3 separate regions of the Mus musculus genome follow, and regions 1 and 3 are each linked to region 2. A link is a contact called in public HiChIP or PLAC-seq data. All regions are on one chromosome and are shown on one strand. The core of a region is the stretch at or near the end of the contact, and the rest is flanking DNA. Distances in the headings are between cores, read along the strand shown.

The links. HiChIP or PLAC-seq counts read pairs in DNA pulled down with a chosen protein or histone mark.
Region 1: an H3K27ac HiChIP or PLAC-seq map of embryonic stem cells shows a contact between it and region 2, with 2.3 times the contacts expected there. The contact joins the promoter of Rap1b here to the enhancer-like site in region 2. A contact is called at or near these places in 1 of 39 promoter capture datasets (the C10 cell line), 1 of 15 datasets of contacts at CTCF or cohesin (the NIH/3T3 cell line), 3 of 115 datasets of contacts at active chromatin or transcription factors (bone marrow-derived macrophages, embryonic stem cells and extraembryonic endoderm stem cells) and 3 of 9 other capture datasets (adipose tissue, liver and pancreatic islet).
Region 3: an H3K27ac HiChIP or PLAC-seq map of embryonic stem cells shows a contact between it and region 2, with 5 read pairs. The contact joins two enhancer-like sites. A contact is called at or near these places in 1 of 484 Hi-C or Micro-C datasets (cortical neurons), 7 of 115 datasets of contacts at active chromatin or transcription factors (CD8 T cells, SST interneurons and embryonic stem cells) and 1 of 9 other capture datasets (embryonic stem cells).

The regions. Positions count from the first base shown.
Region 1 is chr10:117,843,557-117,847,813 of GRCm38.p6, reverse strand. It overlaps Rap1b (RAS related protein 1b), which reads left to right and starts at 1,840. Exons shown (of 8, transcript NM_024457.2): 1 at 1,840-1,983.
Region 2 is chr10:118,167,004-118,170,998 of GRCm38.p6, reverse strand. It overlaps Mdm1 (transformed mouse 3T3 cell double minute 1), which reads right to left. Exons shown (of 14, transcript NM_148922.3): 14 at 2,000-2,948. The coding sequence ends at 2,836. Among named protein-coding and RNA genes, the nearest start is that of Gm40775, 20 kb to the left of the region's middle. Within about 2 kb of position 1,643, at least 9 of the 459 cell types and tissues checked have an H3K27ac peak or open chromatin away from gene starts, as enhancers often do. A contact at or near this core is called in embryonic stem cells, where this site is marked.
Region 3 is chr10:118,458,441-118,462,782 of GRCm38.p6, reverse strand. No RefSeq gene overlaps it. Among named protein-coding and RNA genes, the nearest start is that of Ifng, 20 kb to the right of the region's middle. Within about 2 kb of position 1,307, at least 20 of the 459 cell types and tissues checked have an H3K27ac peak or open chromatin away from gene starts, as enhancers often do. A contact at or near this core is called in embryonic stem cells, where this site is marked.

The DNA of each region.
Region 1 (4,257 bases), core at 591-3,090, 320 kb after region 2:
GCCTTTGAAACCGCCACTAAAATGTTGTTCTGAGAAAATAACAATTATTGAAATAGGTAATACTTAAGTAATACAAACCATGAAGCAGCTGGAAAACGCTGCTATCAAAAACTTGTCAGGGAGGAGGAGGGCTCAGCAGGACAAAGGGCTTGTTACCCAGGCAGGAGAACCGGGGTTTCCAGTTCAGTCCCCCTGCAGTCACATAAGAATCCAGAGTGGTGGGAATGGAGACAGGAGACTCCCTTGAGATTGGTGGCCAGCCACTCAAGCCTAATTGGTGAGGTTCAGTGAGAGACCCTGTTTCAAAACAACTAAGTGGAGAGCGACAGAAAATAACCTGTTCACCTCTGGCTTCTGTGTGCCCACAGGCGAGGGCACAAGCGTGCAGAAGCACACACAACTGTCAATTATGGGTTTTTTCTTTTTTTGTTGTTCTAAAGGTTGAACCTACTACACTCGGACACTTGCTAGACAAGTACTGGATCATTAAGCTATGCCCCCCCCCTTTTTTTAACTTCTTGAGAATCTCACAAAACCGTTTAGGTTGGCTTTAACTTACTCTGTGGCCTCAGCAACCTAGAATTTGCAAGGAGCCACCTCCTGCTCAGTCTGCAGAAGAAAGAGGTGTGCTCTTACAGACTGGCATCCTGAGACCCAGCTATAATTCTTTCTTACTCGCTCACTTAACTCAGGTTAGCGTAGTGGTCACGTCTCCATTTCTCTTCTAGGGTTCGTTAAATTTCCAGAATAATTTGTACAGGGAGGGCCAGCTAAATTGCCTACTCCTTTCAGTACTTTCCTCTCAAGTTTTGTTCATCAAAACCTTTTCCCTCGCTGGCAGTGGTGGCGCATGCCTTTAATCCCCAGCACTCCATACGTAGAGGCAGGTGTATCTGAGATGAAAGCCAAGCTGGTCAACATAGCAAGGTCAGGCCAGCCAGGACCACGCAATGAAGAGAGCGTAATCAGAGCAGAAACAAAGTCTTCCAAACAAAGCTCTGATAGCATGATTCTCATATTAAAGGTGATGGTGAGAAAATATTCTAATTACCTAGATCGATGTAAGTTCTTGTGCTCTTTGGAACAAGTCATTTTTGGACAGAGCTTTTCGGAGTCACATCATAGACTGACATCTATGAGTAATCTATAAAGTCATGAAGGCGCCCCAGGCATGCTCTTCCATGAACCAATTATTTTAATTCTATAAACTGTTCACTTAGGCACAGGCCATAAGCATGCTTTGGAATCCTCCATTCGCGAACTGCGTCTGGCAGGGTAATTTGGACAGCTGGCCCTGCTTAACACACCACAGGCTGAAATACTTGTCAAACCTAAAGAAAGGCCATTTGAAAAATGAAAAGCTGCCCTCGCGCTCTGGGAGTGGGAACTGCTGCTCTGTTACTTCCCCAGCACAAAGGACCACGCGAACACCGACGGTCTGGGGGCGTTGGCGACTGTGCACTCGGAGGCCCCGCGAAGGCGTCAGAGGTTTCCAAGCCCCTGAGCTCCCCGTTACCCGCTGGGGTCGAAACGGATGCGCTCCGCTGAGGCTGACACCGATTATGTCGGACAGCCCAGCCAGCGGGGGGCGAGGCCGACCGCAGCAACGAGACGCAGGGCAGGGGAGAAGGGCCACGGCCGGAGCCGGCGACCGAGAGCCGGGGCGAGGCCCACTGCGAGGCGAGCACGACGAGACCCCGCCCCCCTCCGCCAGGGCCCGCCTCGGCCCCGCCCCTTCCCGGGCTGCGCTCCTGCGCGCCCCGCCCGCGGGCGGAAGCGAGAGCGAGGCTGAACGCCTGACGTCAAGGCGACACCGCCAAACCTCGCCCAGAGTCAGGCGTGGAAAGCAGCCCGAGCGGCGGCGGCGGCGGCGACGGCGACGGCGGCAGCGGCAGAGACCGCCGTGGCGCCGGGAGCAGCGACCCGAAGGGAACGCGCGGCGACGGCGAGGGCGACGGCGGCGACCCGGTGACAGCGCGAGAGGTGGGCGCGGGGTGCGTGCGTGGCCGCGAGGCTGGCGGGGGGCCGGGCGCCGGCTGAGGGGAGAGGTGGGGTGCGGCGCGGACCGGGCGGGGCAGCCCGATGGCCCCCGCGGCGGCGAGGGTGGCCCGGGCGCGCGGCAGGTGGCTGGCGGGGGGCCCCCCGAGTCCCTCGCTCGCTTCGGCGGGGCGCGCCGCCTCGGGGCGGCCGGGGAGGAACCGCGGCCGCGGCGGGGGAGCAGCGCGCTTTGCGGAAGGGGTCAAATGTCTGAAATATGGCGGAGGAAGTGAGCGCCCGAGGAGCCCCCACCCGCCTGCCCGAGGCCCCCGCAGCCTTCCCCGCCGCGCCCCGCTCCCCGCCTCGGCGGTGGGTGGAAGTTAGAGCGGAAACCAGAAAGTTGTCCTCTGCGGACACCCGGGCTTCTCCCAGCCCGGGGCCGGGCGGGCGGAGCAGCGTCGCGAGGGGGGGCGGGGGGACCACTCCCCGGCGCCCCGCGGGCTCGAGCCTGACAGGGAAAAAGTTTGCCCGGATCGGGGCTGGCTTGCTTCATTTGTTGCGGGAAGTGGCAGGAGGAAGGCAGCGGAGCGAGCCCCACCTAGTCTGGCAGCCGCCACCGTGCAGAGGGAAAAAAAAAATGTTAAAGGGGCCTTTCCTTCGTCAGCAAGAGGAAATCTCTTTTTCTCTTGCAGAGAGAAAAATCCAGGAAGTTTGTCCTCTTCTCCTTTTTTTTTTTTTTTTCTTTTCGCCATCTCGAGGTGTCTGATTCTGAAACTGACTTATCAGCGCCGTGAATTTGGGAACTAGGCCCTCGGGATTTTCCTTGGGGTGGAGGGGGGCGGGAGGAGAAGATGCCTTTGGAAGAAACATCTTCGCTTAAGAGTTTTGAGCAGATGGGATTGCTTTCCTTTCGCTTGCCCCCTCCCACCCCCCAATGCTTTAGAAAGATATTTTGGCCCTGCGACTCTCGACTCGTGTGCATACAAGCACTTCTTTATTACAGTAATAGGAACTCACATTTTTTTTTTTTACTAAGTTGAAAGTTGACATTACGATGCAGGCTGGACTTTTCAATATTTTAAAAATCAATTGAGTCTCGTTGAAATGTTTGCTTTGCTGGCAGTGTGTATTAATATATACCGAGTGCCTCTAGCTTGTAAATTCATTTTTTTTTCAGTTTTCTTTTGTATAATTAGAACGTTGTCGAGACTTGCCTGAAAGGAGTTTATCTTAGCAAGAAGTAACTTAATTGAATGGAGAAATTCTTTTAATTTAAAGCCCTTACCACTCTTAAAGCCTGATATGAAGTCAGTGTATTAAGTCATAATAGAGTCATGGGGCTTTTTAGGGCCGGAAAGAGACTCTTTAAATCATCTGGTCCCACCCTGTCGTTTCATGAGGAGGAAACTAAGGCCTAAAATAGATAACCAATTACCTGAGTCTGCTGATTTGTAAAGCCGTGGTCTATCCATAAAGGACAATCCACAGGAAGCAATGTGACTTTTTTTTTTTTTTAATTGTGAATTACATCTTGGTAGAGATTATTGGTCCCATTATGCTCTCTTCTCCAAGAGTGCCATAGTTAGCTAAATGGTATGGAATACGTCAACCCCTTAGGTAGTTTCATCCCCTGGTTTTGGTTAGAGGAAGTTAATACTCCGAGGAGGAAATAATTTTAACTTAGAGACACAGAATCCCAAATGACAGTCTTGTTTGATATCCATACTTTTAATCTCTGTAGTACATTATATTCCCTTGTACTTTCTTGTTTGACACAGAAGTTCAGTGACCTTATCTGTGGAAGCTGCAAAGTAAAATCAAAAGGACATATAGTTGCTTGTGCTATAATGTATCGAACCTCAGATTAACATCTGAAGGGCCCCATGCTAAGCCGGCTTAATTTTTAGTCTGTGGTCTGGGACACAGAAATGATGAACGTGTCTTTCTTCTTTTTCTGTCTGTCTTACCACTGTTCTTTCCGTGGCTTGTATCACTTCCTGTCTTCTGTTACTGTTGTGTGTGTTTCTCTGTTCTACCAAGTTGTAAGGTCCAAGGAAGGGGTAGATTTCTTCTGCATGCCTCAAATGACTAGCATGTCGCTGTTACATAGACACTCAGATGAAAGTTCAGTAGAGTTCATTGAACACACCATGAGAATAGGAATTCTGCTTTACTCTTAGTCCCTAGCATTTTACCTGGGCACATAGTGATGTTTGGGACTTAATTCAGAGACTAAAGAGAACAGTGTAATCATTTTAAAAAGAATTAAACATTTTCTTT
Region 2 (3,995 bases), core at 394-2,893:
AAGTAAGAAGGCCTAGATTTAACTCACTGGACAGCAGAATCTTGGACCAAGTTATTAAATTTGTTTTATTTATAAAGCAAACATGATTCTGCTCAAATTGCATGCTATTCCCTACTAATACACCAAACATACTTATTATGTTCTTAGTTGCTCTTCAAATGTTCTTGGAATTCAGACTCCCAAAGGGACCCAGAGGTGGACCAAAGATTAGCATGTAAACCATGTTTTATGTGTATGCACACATAGGCACTTGTCCTGGGTTCTCAACCAGGAGGACAGAGAGAAAGTCAGCTCCTGGAGTGGATGTGGGGCTGCAGAGAAGAGGAGAGTGTGCATCTGGGGGAAAGCTCTTACAGGGATTTAAATGTAAATGTTCACTCCTGAGTGTGGCTCATGAGATGCTAATTTAAACAAAAACACAAAGTCTCCAGGTTATTATTGTACCCATTTGGTCATATTGTACCTCTAACACATATGCTCAAAAATAAATAAATAAATAAATAAATAAATAAATAAATAAATAAATAAGGTATACTCAAGTCAGAGATGGTGGCACGTATCTAACACAAAGCAGAGGCCGGTTCCAGGCCAGCCAAGACTACAAAGAGAGACACTGTCACGGTGGGGAGAGAGTGTTTCTAAAGAGAGCAGAAAGCTCCACATAGGGACTCAAATGCAAACAGCAAATGTTTGGTATAGTCTCAAACTACAAGCCATCCAAAATGGCTTTGCCAGTGGTAAATTTAAAAGGAAATAGCCACACCAAAAGCACGAGGGATCTCAAAATTATAGGTGAAATCCAGAGAAACAGTTTCTGAACTCTGAGTCACTGCTGCCTTGAGGACCAGGAAACACCAGACAGACAGACCCATCCCTTGGTACCTGCACTGGTTTCAGATGTGGAAATCTGTCCAAACTCATCAACACAGAATAGCAACAGTATCCGCTTCTTAAAGCATGCCCAGATAAAAATTGATTTAAAGCAAATTCAAGCCCACAGCTCCTTCTGCATATCAGGAAACTTCATGGCCTGTTCTTGTTACTAAGACTCCAGGAAAAAGCCAGAGGCTATTTACCTCAGGTGAATTTTGTTCCCTGATTGTCCTTGGACATGATCTCACGCTACCGTGTTAAACATCTCCATTCAACTTATAAGATATGCTCCCTTTTGTTGGATGTCAGATCACAGCTACAGAGCACCATCTGGCGAAGGGACATGTTGAGTGTTGTCTTCAGGGTGTCCTGAGTCTGGATATGGCCCTCTGCCTTGATCTCGTGCTTTCCCAGATATAATCCATCGTGCCAGGCAATTGTGCTTCAATTGGTCTGCCCTGAGAAAGGGCGGCTGTGTTACTATTTAGTGTGTCTTCCTAGTGTTGATTTACACGGTTTTCTGAGCTCAACCTTCCTTGGAGCATCGCTTTCCTTGTTACGCTTGTGTACTGAAGTACACTGACCCTGAGGTTGTCTCAGCCTTAGACTGTAGTCAGCCTCATCCTTTAAGGTCTTCAGAGCCCCCACCCCCACCCCCACTCCCCGGTCTTGCAAATCGATCTGCATGGGTCAGCAAAGGTCAACACCTGCTAACAAAACATACCCTTCACAGGCACGACCCCAGTGAGCCGGCCTCCCTTCTGGTCTCCTCCTTCTCCGAATCCCCCGAATTCCGAATCGTTGGAGCTATTAAATGGCTCCAACCTTCCAACACACAGCATCTGGGGGACCTTCATCAGGCAGGATGGCACCTGCCTGTAATTCCGAGGCTCAGGAGGCTAACACAGACGGTCATACTGGATCGTGAGTGAGCTTGAGGGCAGTCTTAGACACGGAGAGACCCTCTCTTGATCAAAAAGAAGAAAACCCAAGCCATTTACAGGAACCACTACAGAGATTGTGTTTAACATGTTTATGAAACCCATTCTTATTAGAAACTTTAATTTATCCTGATTTGTAAACAACAGTTAAATATCTCCTGCAAAAGGAAAACAGAAGCATCAAGTTGGTGTTTAAATTTTTTAATGAATCTGTTTTTAAAACCTCGTATTTGTGAAAAAAAAAATACTGTAGACTCAGTTTCACTGCATTTAGCAGCTGCAATAGTAGTATAATTTTTGATTAAGCAGTTCTAATAGAATGCTTCTAGAAGATATTTATTCCACATGATAACTTCCTGAAGAAGCCAAGCACACTTAATTTTCATTTTTAAATGTCTACAAAATTTTAATTCTCCATTTCACAAATCATTTTTCAAAATCTAGACATTATTCAAATGTATGCCAGTTATTATACAAATAAAATACATAAAAAGATCAAAAATATACATATTCTCTCAGCAAATTTTGTTACATAAATAAGAAAAATATGTACAGCCAGCTTTTCAAAGTCCAATCATCTTAACACTGCACCTGTGTATACAGAAGGCGCTAATAAAACAGTGAGATTCTTTTCATGACACCTACAGCTATTAAAATGCCTAAGACCAATCTGAGGGGAAATTAAGTTGGAAGATCTTAATGTTGACTTCATTTTCTCCCTTTAGAATATTCTGTAGATGACCTTCAGGCTTCTACTAGCAACCCCCGAGACCTGACACAAAAGTCAAGAGTGTGTGAAGAAATACACAACCCCGCACCTTTGTACTCAGACAAGTGCAAAGGTGCTCTCAAAGAGTCAGACTTAGACACAGCTGCATGGCAATTTTCTGGCTAAGATGAGCCACTGAAAATTCAAATTATCTGAGTCAGAAGTGTTAGAAGAAACTCCAAACCCTCTGAAAACCTTAACACACTGAGTGAGTAAAGATGAGCCAGCTTGTCACTAGATAAGATGAGAGGTTTATGGCTTGCCCCAGAAATTCTCCTTTCTTTTCTGAGCTCGGGCTAGAGTCTGGAAAGCCCGGAGGCTGGAAACTGCAGAGCGAGCAGAGATCTCAGACAGTCTATCTGCATCTGTAATGAGAGAATCCCAGGATTACATCCATGTAAATCATCGTAAGAACAGGACTATGCGGAAAGTGCCACTGCCAGGGAATGCAGCCATCGAGACTTAATACTGATGCTGTCTATGAGGAAACAGGGAACCTGGGAGCTCATCATCTTTCGTGGCCGTTTCCCACGTTTATCAGAGGTCAACATGCCAATGGAATGGGAAATTTTTTACATCATTGGAATCCCATAATGTCATTAATTAAGCACAGCTTCTGATTGCCATATTATCAGGGAAGCCATCCTACTTTCATAAGTACAACTATTTGGAGCAAAAAAAAGGTTTTCAATTTAAAAAGCAAAATGCTGGGGCTGGGGAGATGGCTCAGAGGCTAAGGGCACATGCTGCTATCCCAGAGGACCTGAGTTCAACTCCTCGCATCCACGTTGGGTGGCTCACAACCACTTGCACCTCCAACTCCAGGGATTCCCTGCCTCTGGCCCAGGGCACCTGCATACATGTGCACATGCTCTCACACACATGTACACATGTGCACATGCTCTCACACACATGCACACATGTGCACATGCTCTCACACACATTATCAAAAGTAATAAAAATAAATCTTTTCAAAACGCTATATTTTAACATGGTTTGTTATATCATTTTTTTAAAATCTCCCTAAATGTAGGGGGAAAATATCTGGCACTATGCTACCCTTTTCAGTACTGAAATTCCATATGCTGAGTGAGCAAACCCACCACATAGGTATAAAAACTGTTATTTGTCATCCAGACCAAGCAGTAGTGGATTCAAAGTGGCCAGGTTTGTATTTCAAAACATAACTCGCTTTCTAGTTCTCTGAATAAAGAGCCACAAACTTACTAACTAAAAGAGAAAAACTTTCTAATGTACTTAGCATGCAATGGAAAGAGCATTAAATTTAAATTTATTTCCGAATTCAAAGTCAATAAATTCAGGAATGACTGGCACTTCCCAGATTACAGCCGTGCTTCTCAGGACGGGACAACAGTCACTGCGATGCTTTACCTCAAGACTTCAAAAGGCCT
Region 3 (4,342 bases), core at 58-2,557, 290 kb before region 2:
GCTATGGCAAAACATCCTTCCATCTGTGTCTGCTTCAGCAAAACATTCTTTCAGATGTCTGCCTTAGTAAAACATCCCTTCATCTGTGTGCCCCAGCAAAACATCGTTTGACATAACTGACTTTCCAAAGAAAACAGTAGTTTACACTTCAGCGTTGCCTTTGCAGATTGCCTGGCTCATCTCTAATGCTCTATAAACATTGGATAACCCCAAACACCCTGAAGTTTCTCCTTTAAAACTTGGTTATTTCAAAATCAAGTCTTCTGAACTTAAAGACTGTTCTTTGAAGGCATCAACATTCTTAGGATAAGTTACTCCAAGTTCTGCATCCAGTCTGTTTCCCCATGTAATATCAGTTCATCAGTTACCTTCCAACTGACAAGGAGAAGCAAAGAGAATACACTCAGCTCCAGGTTCTTAGTCACAAAAGAACAGGCCTAAATGAACCATCATGTAAACAGAGAAAGAGCTGAGTTCCAGGACAGGTAGAGGAGGGAAAAAAAGGAGATCCACCAAAATTAGTTAACTGATTTTTAAATGGAATTTAATAATAAAATTAATTGATTAATTAGTTAATTTTAAAAGGTTATGGGATAGAACATAGGACTTGTACTTTGAAATTTTAACCTAGTCTCTTTTTTCCTTCCAGCACCGACTTTCCTTTGAGATTCTCTCTGATCAGACCTGAGAGCTGAGCTCTCGACGTAGCCATCGCTTCTCTTGGGAACCACACATTTCCCTGTTACAGAGTGGCTGTTACAACAACTAACCAAGGACTTCCTCTCCTCACTTCAGAAGCTGCAGGAACACAAAATAACCATGGATAATGGGAGAACAGAAGGCAGCCCTGACTGAGACATGCTCTTCCATGAGTGAAAGGAGAAATGGAGGGGTGTGTGGAAGCTGCAGCCCAGCAGAACAAAGGACTGCAGGCCCTGCCCTTGCCCCGGTTTTTGCACACCAATTCTGTTATATCCCCTGCCTTTGCCATGCAAAGGAGACCTATTTCTTTTTTTATTTTTTTAAATATGTTTCTCTTACAATGTACTTTGATCATGTTTTTTCTTCTCACAACTCCTCCCAGATCCTCTCTACCACCCTATCCACTCAACTCTCTCTCTCTCTCTCTCTCTCTCTCTCTCCCCTCATTCAAGAAACAAAAAACGTCATAGAAACAAAAAAGACTAATAAGGGGGTAAAAAAGAAAACAAAACAGAAACTACACAAAAATACCACCGAGTTCATTCATGTTGACAGACTGCTCCTGGGCATGGGGCTTACCCTGGGGTGTGGTTGACCTAAGCCCTGCCCCACCCTCACTCCAAGCCCTCCCCCACTCCACCCACACCTCACCCTGTGACACTCCATTGAAGAATACAGGATTGCTGCATATGAAGAGTTCCTGAACTGTTGCTTTTTGGCTTCTTTGTAGAAAAGCAGGTGTCTGTAGGTATATGACCCAAACATCTGGGTCCTCTGTTCAATTTCATCGATCCGTGTGAGAGGCACTTATTCTTTTTTGAGATTCACTGCCCGGACATAAGTGCCCAGCAGGTGTCCGATTCCTCCCCACTCCTGACTGGCTTCCTTTTCTTTCAGCAGATGTGTATTGAAGAAGGGTGTGGCTTCTGGGCTTAAGTATCTGGATTTGATTCTTGTGTCTGCTGCTTACTAGCTGAGTGGTCCTGGGCTTCACTCTCCTCACTTGTAAAAGGAAAGTAGCAACACCAATCCCTTCGTGGAGCTACCTTGAAAGATTCATTACCATGCCTAGGCTTTCCACAGTAAGCATGCACACACACACACACACACACACACACATACACGAGAGAGAGAGAGAGAGAGAGAGAGAGAGAGAGAGAGAGAGAGAGAGAGAGAAAGAGAGAGAGAAACCTAAAATAGGTTCTGATGCTGACTCCTGGTTGGGTTCTGAATCCCTTGCTGACCTGCATCCGCCAACCCTCTGATCATTCTAGAAACATCTCTTTTCACTTCTGATGCGACAGCTCTCTAATCGTCTCTTCAGCCTCCCTGTTTCTCGCCAACTTTCCCCCAAGAAGAAGCAGAAATCAAATATCTAGCTTTGATCAAAACAGCTAGGAAATTTTTTTCTTTTCTAGACAGACCTGCAATCAAGATACTGCCTAAACCAAATATCTTCATGGTTTGACATTTGAGATGCAGCAGTTTGGGAAGTTGGGTGTGAATCAGGCCTTGACAATGCCATTCTGGTCTCATCTCTGAGATAAGGAAAAAAAGAGATGAAAATAAATGTTTCCACACTTTAGCATAGAAAATCCAGTCTGTGGTTTGGCTGGCACTGCCTACCAGAGCACTGAACTTCTAGGCGCTCACTCCCATGGTGTTACAATTTTCTTTATTTGCCGATCTGATGTTCAAAATAAAAACTGGTTTCCTTAGCAGCATTTGATTTTGATTTTTAACTGAAACTTGTGTGGTTAAGAACATTCCTATACTAGTCGGCATGTGACCTTTAAGCTACTTGTCAGGGAGAAAAACAAATCTCTTAAAGACAGAACTTTTTCTCTCTCAGCTCACTCTCTCCTCTTCAGAAACAACAACTCAAAGCCATACTTCTCACAGCTATGCCCTGGAATCAGCCAATTGTTTCTTCACTTCTCAGTTCCAAGAGAACTCTGGTTTCTGTACCATCACTGTGTGGCCGTCCCCAGCCAAAAAGTTTCAAGACTTGGCTTTGTGTGTGATCTGACCCTGGCTCACCATCAATAGGCGTGGAGAAGCAACAGATGGGTTGGGGGTAGCTGCAGATTCAGTCATGCACTATTTATCTTAGTTAGGGTCTGCTGCTGTGAACAGACACCATGACCAAGGCAACTCTTATAAGGATAGCATTTAATTGAGGCTGGCTTACAGGTCCATTATCATTTTGGTGGGAAGAGTGGCAGAGTCTAGGGAGGCATGGTGCTGAGATTTCTATATCTTGCTCCAAAGGCAAACAGAAGACTGGCTTCCAAGCAGCCAGGATGAGGGTCTAGAAGCCCACACCCACAAAGACAGTTTATCCAATAAGACCACACCTCCACATAGTGCCACTTCCTGTGTCAAGCATACTCAAATCACCACATTATTTTTATTATTTATTTGAGAATTCCATACAATGTATTCTAATCTTATCCACCCCCTGCTTGTCTCCCTAACTCCTCTGAGATACACCCCTATCTCCCCACCTCCTCCAAACTTCACGTCCTCCTTTTTCACTTTCAATTTAATTCATAATGTCCAATTTGTGCTGCCCAAATACTCACAGGTATGGGACCATCTGTTGGACATTAGTTAGCCTAACAGGGAATACAGCCTTGAAGAAAACCGACACTCCCTTCACCATTAGCCATCAAATATCAACAGCTATTCAGTTAGAAGTGGGGCTCTGGAGGTCCCTCCTGTTCCATGCTAGAATATTAACTGGCTTGATTGTGTTTGGGTCTTGTGCAAACAATCAAAGCTGCTATGAACTGTAGTAACCCAGTCATGTTAGAAAGCAATGTTTCTCTCTAGTTCTTCCAGATTTCTAACTCTTTCTGCCCCTCCTATGAGGTAGTCCCTGAGCCTCAGTGGGTGGGTGATGCAGATGTAGCCTGTATGGCTGAGGAGTCCACTGGCATTTACTCTCTGTACTTTGATTGGTTGTAAGTTTCTGTGACTTTTATCCAGACCAAAATGAAATGAGGTTGTCCATATCTCTTTAATACACACACATCAGTTAAGAGTCCAACAGCTTCATGCTCTGGATAGACAAGTCACCAAGTCTCAGGCATTGAGAGCACTGGTTGAAAGTCACAGGAACTTCAGGGGCGAGGAGCTGTGGTTTGTAAGTGACTCACGGGGCATCCTCTTTGCTCTTGCTTTCTCTGAGTTTGTCTTTTGTGCTTTCCTGATTCACCTCAGGTACCCCTGAGTCACGAATTAAACTAGAATTCATGGGAACGGCCATTTCTTTCAACAGCATGATGACAAACTGGCTTCACTAGATTAGCTTATAGATTGATCTCATCTTATGGTCTTGATCTCATGTAGACAGGGTCACACCTGAAGGTGGCCTTGGAGGCTGACCCCCCGAGATAAATTCCATCCATCTCAATGCTTTAGCCCTAATGAAACTAACTGTGGGGATTTCCTGACTCCTAAACCAGAGTTTCTAGCCTGCCATTTTCCAGTTACTTAGCACTTTCTACTCTGTTCATAGTGGCACGCTTAATGATCAAAAAGCAAAGATAGCTGAAGCTTATTTACTCAGAATTCTTGATGTTCCAACTCACATTAACTAAAAAAAAAATTGACACATAGTTCTGAAGACTCTGGT